Linked DNA regions of Oncorhynchus kisutch: region 1 is linked to region 2. The links are chromatin contacts, called in public Hi-C maps. All regions are on one chromosome and are shown on one strand. Each heading gives the region's core, a stretch centred on a gene start, on an enhancer-like site or on the middle of the called end of the contact. The rest is flanking DNA. Distances are from core to core; before and after follow the strand shown. Region 1 holds the start of LOC109903969 (growth/differentiation factor 6-A-like). Region 2 holds the start of LOC109902208 (transcription and mRNA export factor ENY2-2).

Region 1 (4,305 bases), core at 895-3,394, 160 kb before region 2:
GAAAATGCAGCCCAAATAAATGCTTCACAGAGTTCAAGAAACAGACACATCTGTGTGAATCAGGCCATCATGGTCGAATTGCTGCAAAGATACCACTACTAAAGGACACCAATAATAGGAAGAGACTTGCTTGGGCCAAGAAACACGAGCAATGGACATTAGACGGGTGGAAATTTGTCCTTTGGTCTGGAGTCCAAATTGGAGATTTTTTGTTCCAACGGCAGTATCATTGTGAGACGCATTGTGGGTGAATGGATGAACTCTGCATGTGTATTTCTCACCTTAAAGCATGGAGGAGGAGGTGTTATGGTGTGGGGGTGCTTTGCTGGTGACACTGTCAGTGATTTATTTAGAATTCAAGGCACACTTAACCAGCATGGCTACCGCAGCATTCTGCAGCGATACGTCATCCCATCCGGTTTGGGCTTAGTGGGACTATCATTTATTTTTCAACAGGACAATGACCCGGTGTATGGGCTATTTTACCAAGAAGGAGAGTGATGTAGTGCTGCATCAGATGACCTGGCCTCCATCCCCTGAACTCAACCAAATTGAGATGGTTTGGGATGAGTCAGACCGCAGAGTGAAGGAAAAGCAGCCAACAAGTGCTCAGTATACGTGGGAACTCCTTCAAGACTGTTGGAAAAGCATTCCAGATGAAGCTGGTTGAAAGAATGCTAAGAGTGTGCAAAGTTGTCATCAAGGCATAGGGTTGGCTATTTGAAGAATCTCAAATATAAAATATATTTTGATTTGTGTAACACTTTTTTAGTTACTACATGATTCCATATATGTGTTATTTCATAGTTTTGATGTCTTCATTATTATTCTACAATGTAGAAAAAAATATAAAAAAATAAAGAAAAACCGTTGAATGAGTAGGTGTTCTTAAACTTTTCATGGGTAGTGCAGATAAAAGCTAAAACTTTACATACCACAAAAAAAAATCTGCATCCAAAATTGATTTTGTGGAGTTCTTCAAAACCGGGTAAAGTATTTGGTTGGTGAATCTTTTGGATCCAATCTTACCCAACTGTCATTAGAAATAGGGCCTGCATAGAGGTTGGCTATAGTCCTAAACATACACAGAGTAAAAACTATGGCAGACACACAATTAGTGAATGCATCAACACCTGCATGCATTATAAATCACTGTGAAGTTGTTTCCTGTCTCAAACTATTTAAAATCTTATCACTGTGAAGGACCTTGTCGGTTTGTTGACCTACTAACACCACAGTTAGTTAATATGTTACTGACAAGGCCTATGCACACATCTTATCTCTGACTAACCCGTTCAAGATTGGAGATTTCCACAAGGGATTTTCATTGTCCTTTATCTGGAGACATGATGTCCTTATCATGAACTGAATGACACATTTTTGAGGATACATTATTATCATGTCTTCATCAAGTGGGCCTAGATATTTAGAGAAGTACGGGTCGTATGATTTTGAAGCAACTTGCAGTTCATGGCAATGCCATTGGAGGCCGGTAGAGTACAGCAAAAAGATAGGCTGAATAGCCTAATGAATAGTGTTCGTGCCATTTATTTTCTTGAACGGAACACATTCTCTTCTAGTACTTTCAGAATCTATTGATAACCTTTGCCAATTTGGTTTACGCACAGGAATACAATATATATAACCGAGGTCCTTTGTCTTGAAAAGTAAAGATTGCACCTGTGACCTTCGTTAGGGATGTAGAACATCGTCCCAAATAGCTAAACTATTGCGAAAGGTTTTTATAAAGTAAAACAAGATGGCCCCAAATTCTTTGCATGTTTGAAATAAAAAAAATATTTTCGTGTCTAAAAGTTTATTGGGGGGGTCTTAGATAATTGGTTACATTGATCAATATAGGCCAATAGGCTACTCTCTCAGCTGGTTAGGAACGTTCCATGACCTCTGCTCTGTTGAAATCTTTGTCCAACTCTTGACCTATGCCAACGTGTTATTGTACCTTTAAACTTGGCTTCCTGTGGCGTTACTTATGGCTGTGAGATACGACTTCTCGGCCATCGGAGATGTCTCCTCCGTCTTAACGTCCATAGAAAGACTGGGAAAAGTTCTCCAGTAAGTAGGCTACATGAGCGTCTGCAAGTGGGCGTGTTTCTCTATTGATTCAACAGTCTCCGCTCTTGTGTGAAGTCGAGGGCGCGAACGCACTTTTCTGGTGAGAAGGGAACGCAGAAGTCTAACTGACGCGCAGTCTATCTTCAGCTCTTGCTGTCTAAAAGTCGCTTCATTGTGGAGAGGGCTTCGAAACATCTTTGGGACACTATCACCATGGACGCATTTCAAGTACTATCGTTATATTTGTTACTGATCTTCATTTGGAATATACCATGTTTTCAGTCAGCTGCCATCATATCCCCCTCTATGCCAAGGAGAAACAAGGGAGTGAAGATACTTCATGATGGACAAAGGTCAACCACATTTCTCAAAGAGATCTTCGCATCTTCCCCTATGTTAAGCCGTCACCGAGAAGACTTTAATAAGGACGCAATTGTGCCCCACGATTACATGCTCTCCATATACAGAACGTATTCGGCTGCAGAGAGACTCGGACTAAACGCAAGTTTTTTCCGCTCCTCAAAGTCTGCAAACACCATAACAAGTTTTGTGGACAGAGGAACAGGTTGGTCTCATCTAAAATGACTTAGCTATGTAGTCTACTACCGTTGCATACGACCAAGTAACAATCTTGCTACGTTTGTTCTAGATTTGCACACATCGCTGCAGCCATGGTATGCATTTTTTTGAATCTAAAAAAAACACCCCCTTTCACAATAGCATAAACTAATAATTTTACAATGGCTGTCTTATTGAAAGAAATGCTGGAGTTGCAAGTTGAAATGTGGAAAAATGGTTTGCCTGTTCTACTCTTGACCCATAAAGAGTGCCATAAAATAAAATAACCACATCAAAATAGAGTGTGCTGGCCAATCTAAATATGTAGAAGTTTGAATTGTAAAAGGTACTATTAATGAATGCATAAAACGATATATCACAAGCTAAAGTGCAATTATCTTGTCAGCCTCAAAGTTGCACTGGAACGTTATCACCGTTTATGAGGGACGCATTACGTTTTGTTGTCGCATTCAGTTCACTTTGAGCCCTTGGGACACATTTTTAAGAGCCATAGGCGTACGTCAGTTTTGCAAAGTAAAAAGTTATATTATACTTACATTGAGCCCCAGGTAAGACGACAATAAAACACTAATTGAGGTCCTATCTAAATCAAGGTAGTAAATCATTCTCTATTGGTCCCCGCGTGCACCAAACCCATCCTGCTCAAACCTTGCCTTGTCGTCCGACTAGACTATCTCAAAACAGAGCCAATTGTGATCATCATAGAAAAAGTTATATTTCCAAAGAACTTGTGCATTTACAAATTGGTGTAGGACTATGTGAATCAGTGAACACGTCAAACAGGAAATTACAGTTGGCTTGCTAGGAATGAACAGTTTGAACAGTTTGTGTTACAGATCATCATGCAATCTGTATGGCCAACTCTGCAGTTAATAAACGGATATATTAGAATGGGTTAGGGTGGGCTACAGGTGATTAGGGACAGTTAACTGTGTAACAAGGTGATTTGACGGATTTGATTAGACAGACAAAGGAAGATAAACACCAACAAACCGAACACATGTACGTCTGCTTTATCTTTAGAGGAGAAATGCAAGCAGTTAACGTCATTGTTGCCATTATTTCCCATCTGTAGCATAGAGATGATTTGGTGAAAAAGCCTCACTTTTCCCCTGATTTTGATTTGATGTGTCACTGGCTCTGACCCTTCTCTGGACTCTCTGAGGGTTGCTTAGCATCGAACCGCTGATTGGAGTATTTGAACTCGTGATCTAATTGAGTGTTCATGTCATAACATATCAAACACTGTCTATTCTCCCATAATGACCCAGCTCAGCCAATGGCACATCACCAAAAACGAAGGAAAAAAATGTAAGAGCACGTCCTTCGCTATGAAGTGGTTAGTATTTTACTGTGTACCTCCCTGTGCGACCGCCACTTTAATTACTGACAATATTTTTTCTTCCGTTCTCTTAGCACATTGGTGGTTTCTGTTAAGATTCTACCAGGCCCTCGAGTGTTGAGTTGTATTGTTTAATAGGTTACAACATAATGTTTTTTGCACTTTAAAAAGTCCGAAAAGTAATATTCATGCGACGGCGTCCGTGCGTAATTTATGCATTTTGCGCTTTTTCAGCTATTACGCACAGCTCTTTTTGGAAACACTTGTACGATAGACGACACTTTTGTATAAAACTGAAATGTTTTATATTG
Region 2 (4,347 bases), core at 976-3,475:
ACCAAGGTAAATTGCCCATACAGCTCCATATCTTGAGTTTAAGTACATCCTTTGATTCTTTATTGTGCATATTATTTTACAGTACCTCTAGTATGAGAATAACTATTGGCCAGATACTCAATTGAGTATCTGAGTATTAAATTAGTTAAATATACAAAGTTAACCTACACAGACCGACTGTAACACAGTCTAAAAGATTGAGTGTCATTGCAAGCCTTCTTTCAAAAACAAAACATCGCATTGAACTTCGTACAAAACCCAGAACCAGCTTTATTACCAACTCCTCTCAAAAGCATTTCTCTAATTACAAACCAACTCAAAATCAGAAGACAATCCACAGATTAAAAACAGCATAGAATGTTATGTATTCCAATACAACGTAAAGTTATTGACACATGTTGACTCGTTGCATCATGTAAAGAACTGCGGGCGGTGAAAAACAGACATCTTTCATTCTTAAAATCGGACATTTAACAAACTAATTGAATAAGTCTAAATCATGATGGATGATTGCATCAAATAGCTAGTAATAACAGCACGATGGCAAAAAGAAAACAAGCTCGAAAAACTCTGATAGCAAAAAAAGGTCACGTTGGTTCCATTATGTGGCATGCTGAGCCAGGAAGGCTCTTATCCTCTGCAGCAGCTCCTTCTTCACACTATCAGGCACCAGAACTGAGGAGGAAATAAAGATACAGTATTCGTTTCGGGTTTTGATAGTTGTGTCAACGTTAAACTTTTTTGAAAGTTATTGAACAGAGGGATGAGAAGAAAGGTACTGTATACACAACAACAAAAAGGCCTAAATACCTCTTCCTTTAGGGGTGATTTCTACCACAAGGTCCTCGACGGTCACATGCTCCAAGCCCTTTTCTTTGATGACATCTGCAAACAATTACTTGATGAGTGGCATGATGGTTACACTGTTTTTTTTTTACCATGTCAGTGGCGTCATACTCAAAGGAGGCACATGCCCCCTCAGATTTGCCCTGGTTAAAAATAATAAAACAATTATTTTGTTTAAAATGTTGTTGTTCTCTGTCATACTACTAGCCACCTAGCAATTTATGAAGTTGGCTTTCGCTAGCCCAGATATATTCTCAATCTCCTAAAACTAGCTGCCAAGAGCCATTTCAGGCTATAAATGAAGTTAGAGTAGCTAGTGTGTCTAACTATTTTAAACAGCATGCCTGCTGGCAAGGTTGGTAGACTTTAGAAGAGCAAGCAAATTACAAAATGAACTGAATGAGACTCACATTCCTTTCAATCTTTTACCCAGAATTTTAAGCAGAGATGCATATTCAGTTTATATATATTTTTTAAAGAGCAGACAGGACAATACAGACAGATCAAGAGATTTGATGTGCAGAAAAATATCAATATCATTTTTACATAGAATTAAGCATAATGATTGCTGGGGGAAAAAATTGTGTTTCAGGTGTTTGAAAAAATGCTAAATTCTCCTTTGCAAAACTCTTACCTTTGCAATGAGCTTTCAGCTGATCCCTCCATCCGCATTCAGTGAGTTTAGCTCTGAGCAACTCCTTCAATCTGTGGTTCAACCAAAACAAGCAAGAAGAGTAGTGACCATAGAGTTGATCGGTCTTCTAATAACGATTAAATAGACATTTGTGAAATGTTCTTACCGCTCTCGTTCACCCATCTCAGTTAATTTCTGATTAATTGTTGCTCTCATCTTGGAATCTTTGCTCATATTCTTTTAGCTGCAAAGGTGAGATTCAGATTGAGTTTATGTTGTGGTGTTAGCTAGCTAGCTTTCATTAGTCAACTGCTGAGGCAGGGATCAGTTTAATAGTTCACGTTAGCTAGCTACTGTAACAGTCTACAAACAAGGTGGACAGCTGTCTATCATGAAAAATGTTAAGATTTGCGCTGTAGATAACATTAAATCACTCCTCTTTAGAACAAACTACGAGCAGCATAAACCATTGCTAGGCTTTACTTGCTAGCTATATGCTAACTGTTGACAACCTAACGTATTTTTGACATTAGCCAGGCAAACAAGCTCGTTCACTATCTGATAATTGGCGATAACAAGCTACATCGCTATCAAGGACGTAAAAATCTCACACTTGCCCAAAACGTTCGATGAAACGTGCATGCTGTTGCACACAGTGCCAATAAAATTATAACTGGCGAGCTAGTTAGCCACAGCTAATTGTTGTGTCCCACAATGAATAAGGACCCCCAGGAAACCGTTGATACCAGAAAAGGTTCCTAACTTTTAATGAAGTACTATCGTTATGCCACTAGGTGGTAGCGTTGAATAAGAACTCGGATTATAACAGACTCAACTCTTACAGAGTGATAACGTTACATAGATGAGATCAGTGGAGTTTTATGTTCTTACAATGCCTCTTATTGTACACGTGACCATGAAGTGCTGTTTTTGGCAAGTATTAGATGGTTGCTCAATCCTAATAATATTCGGTAAGAAGAATAACCCTGAGTCTAGGTTAAGATTATTTTATGAAATCCTGAAACTCCATAGTTGAATGCACTGATCGTCAGTTTGGATACTGCTAAATGACAAAATGTAAAAATATAAATATTATGACATCAGTTTAGATGTCAGGTGTTCTGTTTCTTTTTAGCTGTCTAAAAATCAACTTCCATCAATTTGTAGTACGGTCAAAGATACTGTATTTCAGTTTCCAATCTCTGGTGTTGCACCACTTTTAATATGGTGTTGGAAATATTACTTTATTTTGTGACGTTTTTATCCTAACAATGTCTATTCCCTGCCTGGAAAATCTTCATAATTGTATGGAAAACAATTAGCTCAAGAATATTGGAACAAATATTGGAACAACATAAAACTTGTGACCTTGTCAAAAAGTTCTGACCTTATGGCGTAATGGTTAAGGTATTGAATTGACAGTCACTGGGCCAGGGTTCATACCCCTTGAATTTGCTACTTATGACAACATGTTTACACAGGCAGTCCAATTCTGATCTTTTGCCCAATTATGGTCAAAAGATAGGATGTGAACGGTCAAAAGACCAATAATTGGGTAAAATATCAGAATTGGGCTGCCTGTGTAAATGCAGCCCATGTGTTTGAAACTCTTTTTCAAATGAGTCAAGGGAGAGAAGGATAGGATAACATTGTTTTGCAAACAAGTTGAAGTAACAGAGTATGTGACTAGAAAACAAAGTTAACCAGGCTGAATATGCTGCAGTTTTGAAATGGTATCCTAGGGTTGGTTTAAAGGAGGATCAAACATGATAGTGGATTTTCTAAGACACTTGGCACCGTCTCCTAATTCCTTAATGGGGTACTCCTGCCAACCATTAGCCACCTGGGGTTACTGAAAATGTTTATTTTCTCAGAAATTTTTTCCTCAGTATTTTGATGAATGATCTGTGCATAGCCCCTTACATCACAGTCTAATACATGGGGAAAGAGCAGGGATTAAAAGTGGATTTAGCTGTTAACTTAAGATGTAGAGAAAAACAATGAGAAAAAAACTGCAGATACTTCATCACATCCTTTCTAGATCACATAGGCCTACTACATATACTAATATACTTTGTGTGATGTTTAGAGAAAGAAGGCATTTAAAGTGACGAGAGTTTACCTCAGAAGTCTTTCATGGTTTAAGAAGAGTTTTGTGTTAAATGCAGCTTGAAAAAACATGCCGTGTCTGCTACAACATGTTTGAACACGACACTACCGGAGTATTCAAACGAGAAGGAGTTATCCGAGGATAAATAAACCTCAAACTGAAGTTCAAGTATTGATTTAAACTGATCAGTTGACGGTTTCTTCCTGGGTTGAGGTAAACAGATGCCATCCTTCAGAGTCTAGTGGTCACTGGAATATCCCAACACTGACTACCTGACCGCATAATTAATTAAGTCTGGGCTTTTGGTAAACAAATCTCTCTTTAAAGTACAGGAACCCCCTGCAACCCCTTATTATGTGTAATATAAAAAATAAAAAAACATGACAGTCTACTACGCCTGTTCTGCTCAACTACAGTTTAATGAAACACTTTCCTGACTTTTGGAATCCATGAAGAACTTTAATTGCCTCTGTTATACTGACTTTAAAGCACCCAAACTCCTGCAGACCTCTGACTAAATTGACAAGCAGCAAAGAGATTCCCACTGAAGGCAGAAATGCTACTACAAAGTTGGAAGAATGATTGATGGGTTACCTGGTCTGGATGAACTAATGACCTCCCATGTCAGCAGCTCTATAATACCGAAGCAGAGCACTTGTTCATCTTGAATTAATCACCTGTAGTAATTGCAAATCATTGTTCATTTGTGTGTTTTGACAAGGGGCCGTTTGATTAATGCTTAATATAAATGGAAATT

The links. A called contact is a pair of places that touch in the nucleus more often than the background predicts.
Region 1: a contact with region 2 is called in a Hi-C map of muscle, with 4 times the contacts expected there. The contact joins the promoter of LOC109903969 here to the promoter of LOC109902208 in region 2. A contact is called at or near these places in 2 of 2 Hi-C or Micro-C datasets (liver and muscle).

The regions. Positions count from the first base shown.
Region 1 is chrLG2:27,507,969-27,512,273 of Okis_V2, reverse strand. It overlaps LOC109903969 (growth/differentiation factor 6-A-like), which reads left to right and starts at 2,144. Exons shown (of 2, transcript XM_020501012.2): 1 at 2,144-2,638. The coding sequence starts at 2,287.
Region 2 is chrLG2:27,349,744-27,354,090 of Okis_V2, reverse strand. It overlaps LOC109902208 (transcription and mRNA export factor ENY2-2), which reads right to left and starts at 2,225. Exons shown (of 5, transcript XM_020498375.2): 1 at 2,098-2,225; 2 at 1,647-1,724; 3 at 1,481-1,551; 4 at 811-885; 5 at 241-675. The coding sequence starts at 1,714. The coding sequence ends at 602.